3 separate regions of the Macaca mulatta genome follow, and all the other regions are linked to region 2. The links are chromatin contacts, called in public Hi-C maps. All regions are on one chromosome and are shown on one strand. The core of a region is the stretch at or near the end of the contact, and the rest is flanking DNA. Distances in the headings are between cores, read along the strand shown.

Region 1 (2,700 bases), core at 152-2,651, 170 kb after region 2:
GGTACTCAGCCGCTGGGGACACTGACTGAATGTTCGCCCCTAACTTACCCGGAAAACACGACAACTAGTTCGATGTCGTTTCAACCTCACCAAACTCTGCGGGAACTTACGAAATTGTCTCTAGTGTCTAGATAAGGGAACTGTTACACGGAGTTGAAGTCCCGGAAGCAACACCGGGAGTCCAACGGGATCCAAAACCAGAGCCCAACCAGTATCCTATAAAATCTTCAGAGAGGGATCCCCTCCAGGCTGGGGAGAAACAGGACAACCTAACAAAACAGGGCCTGGACTCTTCCCTAAACAGACCACGTTTTTCTCCGCTCTTCCCCTTCCCACTCCCTGAAATCTAGACTAAAACTCTTTTAAGATAACTGCGAGGTATAAAGAACGTCTAGAGCCTAAAGCGGCCCGTTGCCAGATTCTACTCCTCAGGCCTCAAATGTGAGCGTCCCAAACATTCTAGAGCTGAACCTGGTACGCTTGCCAGCCAAACTGCCGTGCTCGGGGCTCAGTATCTCATGCGCGGCCGTTCAAGAACCTCAGACACGCTCAGAAAACACTTGTTGCTTGACTGGTACATTATGGCGGGTAACGCATCCCACATATTTCTTCTTAGAGATATACATCATGCTATACATTTGTGAAGAACGGCTCGATTTACAGGGGTTCCCACAACGATCTGTCACATACAAAAGAGTGGGTGGTATTTTTACGTCAAAGATGAACAGGCGAACGTTCATCTAAATCGTGTGGTATCAGATGCGGAGAGGCGTAGGGAAGCCGGGGGAGAAAGCATTAATTCTTCCAGCTTTAGACCCCGACGTAATATTTAAAACGTGGATTGTTTTTCAAATAAACTTTTCAATGGACACGACAGCACCTCATCCTGCGTTAATACTGCATTGCAACTATAAAGAAAACCTGTGGAGGTACGCCCATCTCCTATCTCTCTAGTTGGCAAAAAAAGGAAAAAAAAAAAAAGGCAATTTTTAACATTTTCTCGTTTATTCCCCTCTAAAAGGCGGGCAAGGCCCCCGATCACGTGATCCCGCCCCCCCCCCCCCACCAACTCCGGGCGGAAGAGGCCGGCAACACCTCTGCACGAAGCGAGTGGGCGGCCGCTCGTGCCCGGCTAAAAGATGGCTGCTGCCGCCGGGCAGCCACCGCCTGGGAGGTTACTGTAAGGCCCGCAACTCCCGCCAGCTCCCGCGAACCGCTGCCGCCTCCTTACCATGAAGCCAGTGAGTCGTCGCACGCTGGACTGGATTTATTCTGTGGTAAGTCCCGGGGCTCGCGGGCCCCCACCGTGTCGACTCACTGGGCCTGCAGGCAGAAAGGCTCTACTTCTTCAGCACCCAGAAACTCCAAAATCCATTCCTGAATTAAGCATTTCACTCCCTCACCTCGACTCCGCCTCTTCCTGGAGGATACGATCTTCCGCTTCTTACGTAAGGGCAGCTGGGTGTACCCGCCACTGGAACCCCATTTATTCGACTTTGTTACTTTAATTCCCACCTTAGCAATGGCACACGGTAACCTGACGGCGGGGGGAAATACCAGGCACATTTCACACCTCTTTTGGTTTTTGGTTTAGTTGCTGCTTGTCATCGTTTTAATCTCCTGGGGCTGCATCATCTATGCTTCAATGGTGTCTGCAAGACGACAGCTAAGGAAGAAATACCCAGACAAAATCTTTGGGACGAATGAAAATTTGTAACTCCTCTGGATTTACTTCTCTGAAAATAGTTCTTTCCCTCATGCTTAGGTAGATTTAAAAGTAAAATTCATAATGCAAAGTTCCCAAGTTTATTTTTGCATTATCCTTTATAACAAGCACTAGTATGCAAATTTGCAGAAATATCAGGCACATTTCACACCTCTTTTGCAGTTTTTGGTTTAGTTGCTGCTTGCCATCGTTTTAATCAACTGGGGCTGCATCATCTATGCTTTAATGGTGTCTGCAAGACGACAGCTAAGGAAGAAATACACAGACAAAATCTTTGGGACGAATGAAAATTTGTAACTCCTCTGTATTTAATTCTTTGAAAATACAGTTCTTTCCCTCATGCTTATGTAGATTTAAAAATAAAATTCATAATGCAAAGTTCCCAAGTTTATTTTTGCATTATCTTTTGTAACAAGCACTAATATGCAAATTTTTAACTTAGAAATTTTAGTATTTTACATTCTCATGACAAAACAGCAAATAAGCTTTTCAATGAAGTTTCTAAATTCTTTAAAAATGACTCGGAAAGATTCCTTATTTTTGGGGGGGGGTGGGTAGGGACAGTGTCTTGCTCTGTCGCCCAGGCTGGAGTGCAGTCAGTGGCTCTATCTCAGCTCACTGCAAGCTCTGCCTTCTGGGTTCACACCATTCTCCTGCCTCAGCCTCCCGAGTAGCTGGGACTACAGGTGCCCGCCACCATGCCCGGCTAATTTTTTTGTATTTTTAGTAGAGACGGGGTTTCACTGTGTTTGCCAGGATGGTCTTGATCTCCTGACCTCGTGATCTGCCCGCCTTGGCCTCCCAAAGTGCTAGGATTACAGGCGTGAGCCACCATGCCCAGCCGGAAAGATTTCCTTAAAACAAAAGTGCATGGAATTTCTGTTCTTATATTTGTTTATTGCGAAAATTCACTGTTGCATACCCTGATACCAAATTAAAGTATTGTATAAGGAAAAAAAACCAAACAAACTAGT
Region 2 (2,700 bases), core at 52-2,551:
TCCCCAGCCTTCTACTCGCTCTCACCTTGCCCTACTCTCCCTACCTCCGAAGGAGAATGGAGCACGATTTTGCAGAGATTGTGGTGCACCTCTGCCATATGGTGGAGACTCAAAGAAAATTTAATTACTAATGTGAATGGAAAGGATTTAGGAAGTGGGTGGGAAGAAAGTCTCCTCTCATATTGGAAATACAGTTACTTCCTCTTTCAAAATAAATATAAGTATTTATATTTCAAAGTTAAATATAACTAGATGATAGATGTACCCTATAGTGCAGCATGACAGGGAAGGTGTAGGCTTTGGCGTCAAATCAACCTACGGACTGAGTCTCAGCTGTTGCACATTGCACACCTGCAAAGACGGGTAATATTCTTTACCTGTAGGGTGGTTGGAAGAGCTGAACTGAGTAACGTGGAAAGAGTCAATCACAGGGCTTTGTGCAGAGTAGAAGGGCAGTATAAGGTAGCAGGGGGCTATTAGTACTGGCTATTGTTTACTCATCCTATAAGCTGCTTATTCAGAAAACTACAGTAACTTTCCAAATAATTTGGGCGGGAAAAACTCACCACCTTTTATCTAGAAAGATCTAATCACTTCTTTGAACGCACATTCACCCAAAAGGGCAAAACTCCAACCAACATGAAAAGCAAGTCTTGTGAAAGTCCACCTGGTGCCATCTCCCAGCCATTTTTCTGACTTCAGATCGGGGAACATCGTGTATTAGAAAGTGTTGTGACATGTCCAAGGAAATCTACACATAGAACTTTTGCCACGGAAATGCTGAAGTCCTACTCTGACAGCGTGACTCCGATGCCCACTTGGCAGGCTTTGCGCAAAGAATTAAGGCGAGGTTGGAGAGGGTGGGTAGGGTGGGGAGGGACAAAGTGAGAAGGGAGGCGGACGAAGTGACCACACGTACATGAAACCTCTGCATGAAACCTCTGCAGTACATGAAACCTCTGCAGTTATGGCCAAATCATGTTTTTTAAATAATTCCATTTCTTCCCTACCCTTTGGTCACTTCCTAACGCCGGCTGGACGTTAGGAATGCTAAGCCCCAAAGTGAGCAAGACACCCTCGTCCCAGGACTCAGGCTGGCAGAAGCGGACCGGGCGGAGGGATCAGCTCTCCCACATCCTACGGAGGAGCCTTTCGCAACCCTCGACTCCTGCCCAGGGCGAAGTCCTCCAGGCCCGCGAGGGCGCCCGCAGGCTCCGCCCCTTCCTCGGCTTGCTGCCCGCCAGTCCCGCCCCTGCTCCGCCCATCGCGCGGCGGCCCGGGGGGCGAGAGGGGGCGGAGCGTGGAGGCGGCAGCTGAAACCGCGCAGCGGGCGGGGACGCGTCCCGCTCCTTGGGTCTGGTGCGCCGGTCGCGGGAGCCCCACCGTGCAGTCGGAGGTGAGTACCGACGTTGCCCGGCCCACGTCCCCAGGCGGGAGCGCCGTCCACGCTGTATCCTTCGGGAGTCGGTGCGGGCCTTTACCGAGGTGCCTGAGGCAGTGCGGCCCGGGGGACTCGGAGGCGAGCTTGTGGAGGCTGAGAGGAGAATCGGGGACGTGTTTCTGGCGACTGACGTCCCCCCAGTCCCCAGTCTATGCCATGCCGAAGAGAGGGACCAGGGATTGGAAATGGCTTTCCTAGACCCTCTTAGCCTTGGCTGTGCGTGCTGTCCTGAAAGTCCTTGTCTAGGGTGTGCGGCCGATCCTGGGAGTCCTAACCCCGAGGCCGTGAGGCCCGCACTGGGAGTCATCGCCCAGGCCCGGCTAGCTGGGTAGGGAAACGCTTGCTAAAGTTGTGCGGGCAGATCCGGGAATGCACTCCAAGGGGTAAAGGGAAAATGGGATGAGGGGGAAGAGACCCTTACGTGGGAGGCTTGAACACAGAGCCCACCCTGATAGATTCAGAGATCCAGAAAGGAGCTTGGGCTGCAGTTATGACCAAGTCATTTTTTTCCACGTTTAGCTAGCACATCGTAATGGCATCTTCCTTCTTGCAACACACACAATTCTCTTCCCTGGGGGACAACCTCTAGGACAGAAGTCCCCAAACTTTTTTGGGACTCAGTACCCCTTTACACTCTTAAAAATTAGTGTCTTAAGGAGCTTTTATGTGAGTTATATCTATCCATATTTATAATGTGTAAGACAGAAATTTCTACTATATTTAATAATTCATTTAAAAAGAATAATGAGCTAATTATATCTTAATATTGCCTATTTTTATGAAAAAGAACTATATTTTCCAAAACAGAAAATTATTGAGAAGAATGGCATTGTTTTACATTTTTGCAAATCTCTTTGATGTCAAGCATAATTGAAGACAGGTGGATTTCGATAGCTGCTTCTGCAGTCTGTTGCAGTATCGCATATCATGTAGCCTCTTGAGACCTCCATTGTATACTCCTGAAAATGCGTGAGTGAAAAAAAGCGAGTAACGTTTTATTACTATGAAAGTGGTTTTTGACCTTGGAGATCCCTAGGAGTTCTCTGCACCACACTTTGAGGATGCTTCAGAGGCTTCATTCATTGGGCCTGCTTCTTGTTTGTGATCCTTCCTCTGAATGGGAACACTCACCACCCCATGCCATGGACAGTGTTAACTTCTGGTATCTGGAACCAAGTTTGATCTCACTTTGGAAACCATGTACTAGGTCCCCTGTGAGGCTGTGATGAACCTTGCCAGCCTCCTGAAAAGTCAGCACA
Region 3 (2,700 bases), core at 167-2,666, 190 kb after region 2:
TTATTTACTTCCTTTTATCACTGGCTGATGGATGGGATGTCAACTTAAATCAGTGACTGCCAATATCCCGATAATGTCAGGGATACAAAGGGTGAGAGAAGAGTTGAATTTTACCACCATAAATAAGTATCCAATACCACTTTCTCAGAAAAAATTTTCAACAATTCTATTGCACTAGACTTTGTAGTACAGTAAGAAATAGGTACATGTTGATTTCAATATGAACTCCTTCAATTCCTAGCTCCCTGACCACCGGCAAATCACTGAATCTTTATAGGCCTCAGTTTCTTCACATTTAAAGTGAGGATTAGGAATATCTACCTTGCAGGAATAAAGAAATGAAGTAACATTTGTAAAACCCTCAGTAGAGTGCCAAGTACACAGCAAGCACCCAGGTGCTACTTAGTATTATTACTACTATTATCAGTAAGTGTTGTAGGTAACTGAAAGCAATTCTGAGATGTTTATCACCCATAACAGACCTCAAGAAAATACCCAGAGGCCTTGAAAATAAATTTCTTGAATGAGTGATTTTCTTCAAAGTCCAAAATGTCATTTTTTAACGAAACCCTGTGTTAAAAGTACAGAACGGTAGTTTAGAAAGGTAGCTCTTGAATGTGACTCACAAGGCATACCAACAGGACCCTGTCTTTTACGGGGATCACATGGGGCTGTACTACCAGCTAAGGGCTGGCTGTGCCCTCTGGTAGTTGGATACTGTGTTACTTGATCTCTAGAACGTCACACTTAAAAGTTAGACAAGTGTCCTCAAATACTTAAATCACAGAATTTTAATTCTAGCGAGTCCTTGGCTATTATTCTGAGGGAAGATTTCTACAGTCAAAAGAGAACCAAATGTGCAGCGTCCTGGAAAACCTAAGTATTAAAATTCGCCCCCGTCTCACTGTACTTGACAATAAAAGGCATGATTCTCTCAAAGCCATACATATTCCCGGACTCCTGCCTCCCGGGACTCCAGGAGCGCTCTCGGGACTGGCCAGTGTTTCCCAGCACGGAGCGGTTATCAGTCCTTGGTGTGGCTGCAGGGAGCGGACGTTCAGTGTCCGGGCTGCTGGCCGCGGTGGGGTGTGTTGAGGGGGGACCGGAGAGGTCTGTCACTCACCGTTCTCCTCCAAGGGGATTTATTCTCCAAAAACTTATTCCAGAATTTCTCCATAGGCCACATCTTCTGTGGGGGCAGCACCGGCTCCCGAGCGCTCAGCTCCTGGTCCTTCAGCCATCGCCTTCTCAGCTCTCGCAGCTGTTGCAGCCGCAGTTTCTCATCCGGAGTATACCCCGTCATGTCTCCGCTGGTACCAAGGCAAAAGGACACGACCCACCCTCGCACTAGGGACTAGTTACTTAAGCTCGCTCCCGCTCTGCAAAGCGACCTTGTGGGAACGCCGGGCGCCGCGCGCGGTTATTACGTCACATCCTGGTCCTGCCTCTGCAGGGGCCCCAGAGTCCTAAGTGTCCGGGCATGCGCAAAGCTCTCCACCTCCAATTCTCTCTCCGCCCACCGCCGCTATACCCGACCAGATTATTACCGGGTGGGGACGAGGAGTGCTCTTAGTTTTGAGGCCTGAGGAAAGTGACAGATTAGACGAAAGTATGCTAAATTAGAGGACTGGAGGTTTTGCTAAGGAAGAACTTGTATGCTGGGAGCAGGAAGGATACGCATAAGTGTTTCAGTGAATATGCTGTCCAGATACGAAATTATTTGCTTGTCTCTGCCACCTTGGAATGACCTAGAGAGTGTATGAAAATAGTTAACATCCAAGTTCAAATCCCAGCTGTGCCAGTAACTGCTGAAGTGCCCCAGGCAGCTGTCTCATCTGTCCCTCCATCTGTACAGAAATAGTGAAAAGAGTAGCTTAATATCTAGCAAAATCTTGCATGGATGCATTCATGCTTTCACCCAAAAATACGTGTGGTGAAAATATGAAAGGGCATGCACGACTATTCAGCATGATTCGTAATACCAAAATATTGGAAATTACCCCCAAATTCCTAAATAAAGGAATGCTTGAATAAATTATAGTACAACAGTCGAAAGACAGCGTTACAATGAATTAGTTTAAAAATCTTAATTGACTCTTATTTGTGATTCTAGACTCAGAAAACACCCCATTCTATAAAGTAGAATGAGTGTTCTGATCAGCTGAGCAGAGGCGGTTGGTTTTATTGGCAAATAGGGGCTGAAGAAAGCAGAAACAGAACAAAAAGCAGACTCGTCGTTTCAAAGTTATTTTTCTCTTAGAGTTAAAGCAGAAGGAACTTCCTTGTTTCACTGACTCAGGCTTAGGGGAATTTCCCATTTTTTGGAAAACTGGCCCATTTCAAAGTTCAGTTTGATTACGTTGTACTTAGCACAAACGACTCCATTCTGATTTGGTCTGGTCTGCTGGGGCCTAGTGCATGAGGCTAGTCCAAAACAGTGGCTTCCCAAAAACTTTCACACAACAAAGCAATGAAATGCTAATATAATTGAGAAAAGTAATGGGGAAGAACTCTATATACATCTGTGGTGTGATTTCCAGGATACATTATAAAGTGAAAAAAAAAAAATGGATGGGAATTTATACAGTATGCTTTTACCCAAAAAGAGAAAGATGGTGGTAATTTCAATATATATACATATTTTCTTAAAATTTCAAAATAATGGGAAAGAAAACAATTGAGGTTTTTTAAGATGTTACC

The links. A called contact is a pair of places that touch in the nucleus more often than the background predicts.
Region 1: a contact with region 2 is called in a Hi-C map of cortical neurons, with 7 times the contacts expected there. The contact joins the promoter of TOPORS here to the promoter of ACO1 in region 2. A contact is called at or near these places in 2 of 14 Hi-C or Micro-C datasets (cortical neurons and fetal cortex germinal zone).
Region 3: a Hi-C map of liver shows a contact between it and region 2, with 5 times the contacts expected there. The contact joins the promoter of NDUFB6 here to the promoter of ACO1 in region 2. A contact is called at or near these places in 9 of 14 Hi-C or Micro-C datasets (CD4 T cells, blood, cortical neurons and 5 more).

The regions. Positions count from the first base shown.
Region 1 is chr15:66,822,548-66,825,247 of T2T-MMU8v2.0, reverse strand. It overlaps TOPORS (TOP1 binding arginine/serine rich protein, E3 ubiquitin ligase), which reads right to left and starts at 1,401. Exons shown (of 3, transcript NM_001266141.1): 1 at 1,232-1,401. The coding sequence starts at 1,234. It overlaps TZMP1 (transition zone microprotein 1), which reads left to right and starts at 1,125. Exons shown (of 3, transcript XM_028835113.2): 1 at 1,125-1,277; 2 at 1,595-1,765; 3 at 1,889-2,107. The coding sequence starts at 1,233. The coding sequence ends at 1,717.
Region 2 is chr15:66,995,087-66,997,786 of T2T-MMU8v2.0, reverse strand. ACO1 (aconitase 1) reads left to right here and starts at 1,301. Exons shown (of 21, transcript NM_001257865.1): 1 at 1,301-1,396.
Region 3 is chr15:66,801,812-66,804,511 of T2T-MMU8v2.0, reverse strand. NDUFB6 (NADH:ubiquinone oxidoreductase subunit B6) reads right to left here and starts at 1,416. Exons shown (of 4, transcript NM_001260997.1): 1 at 1,124-1,416. The coding sequence starts at 1,303.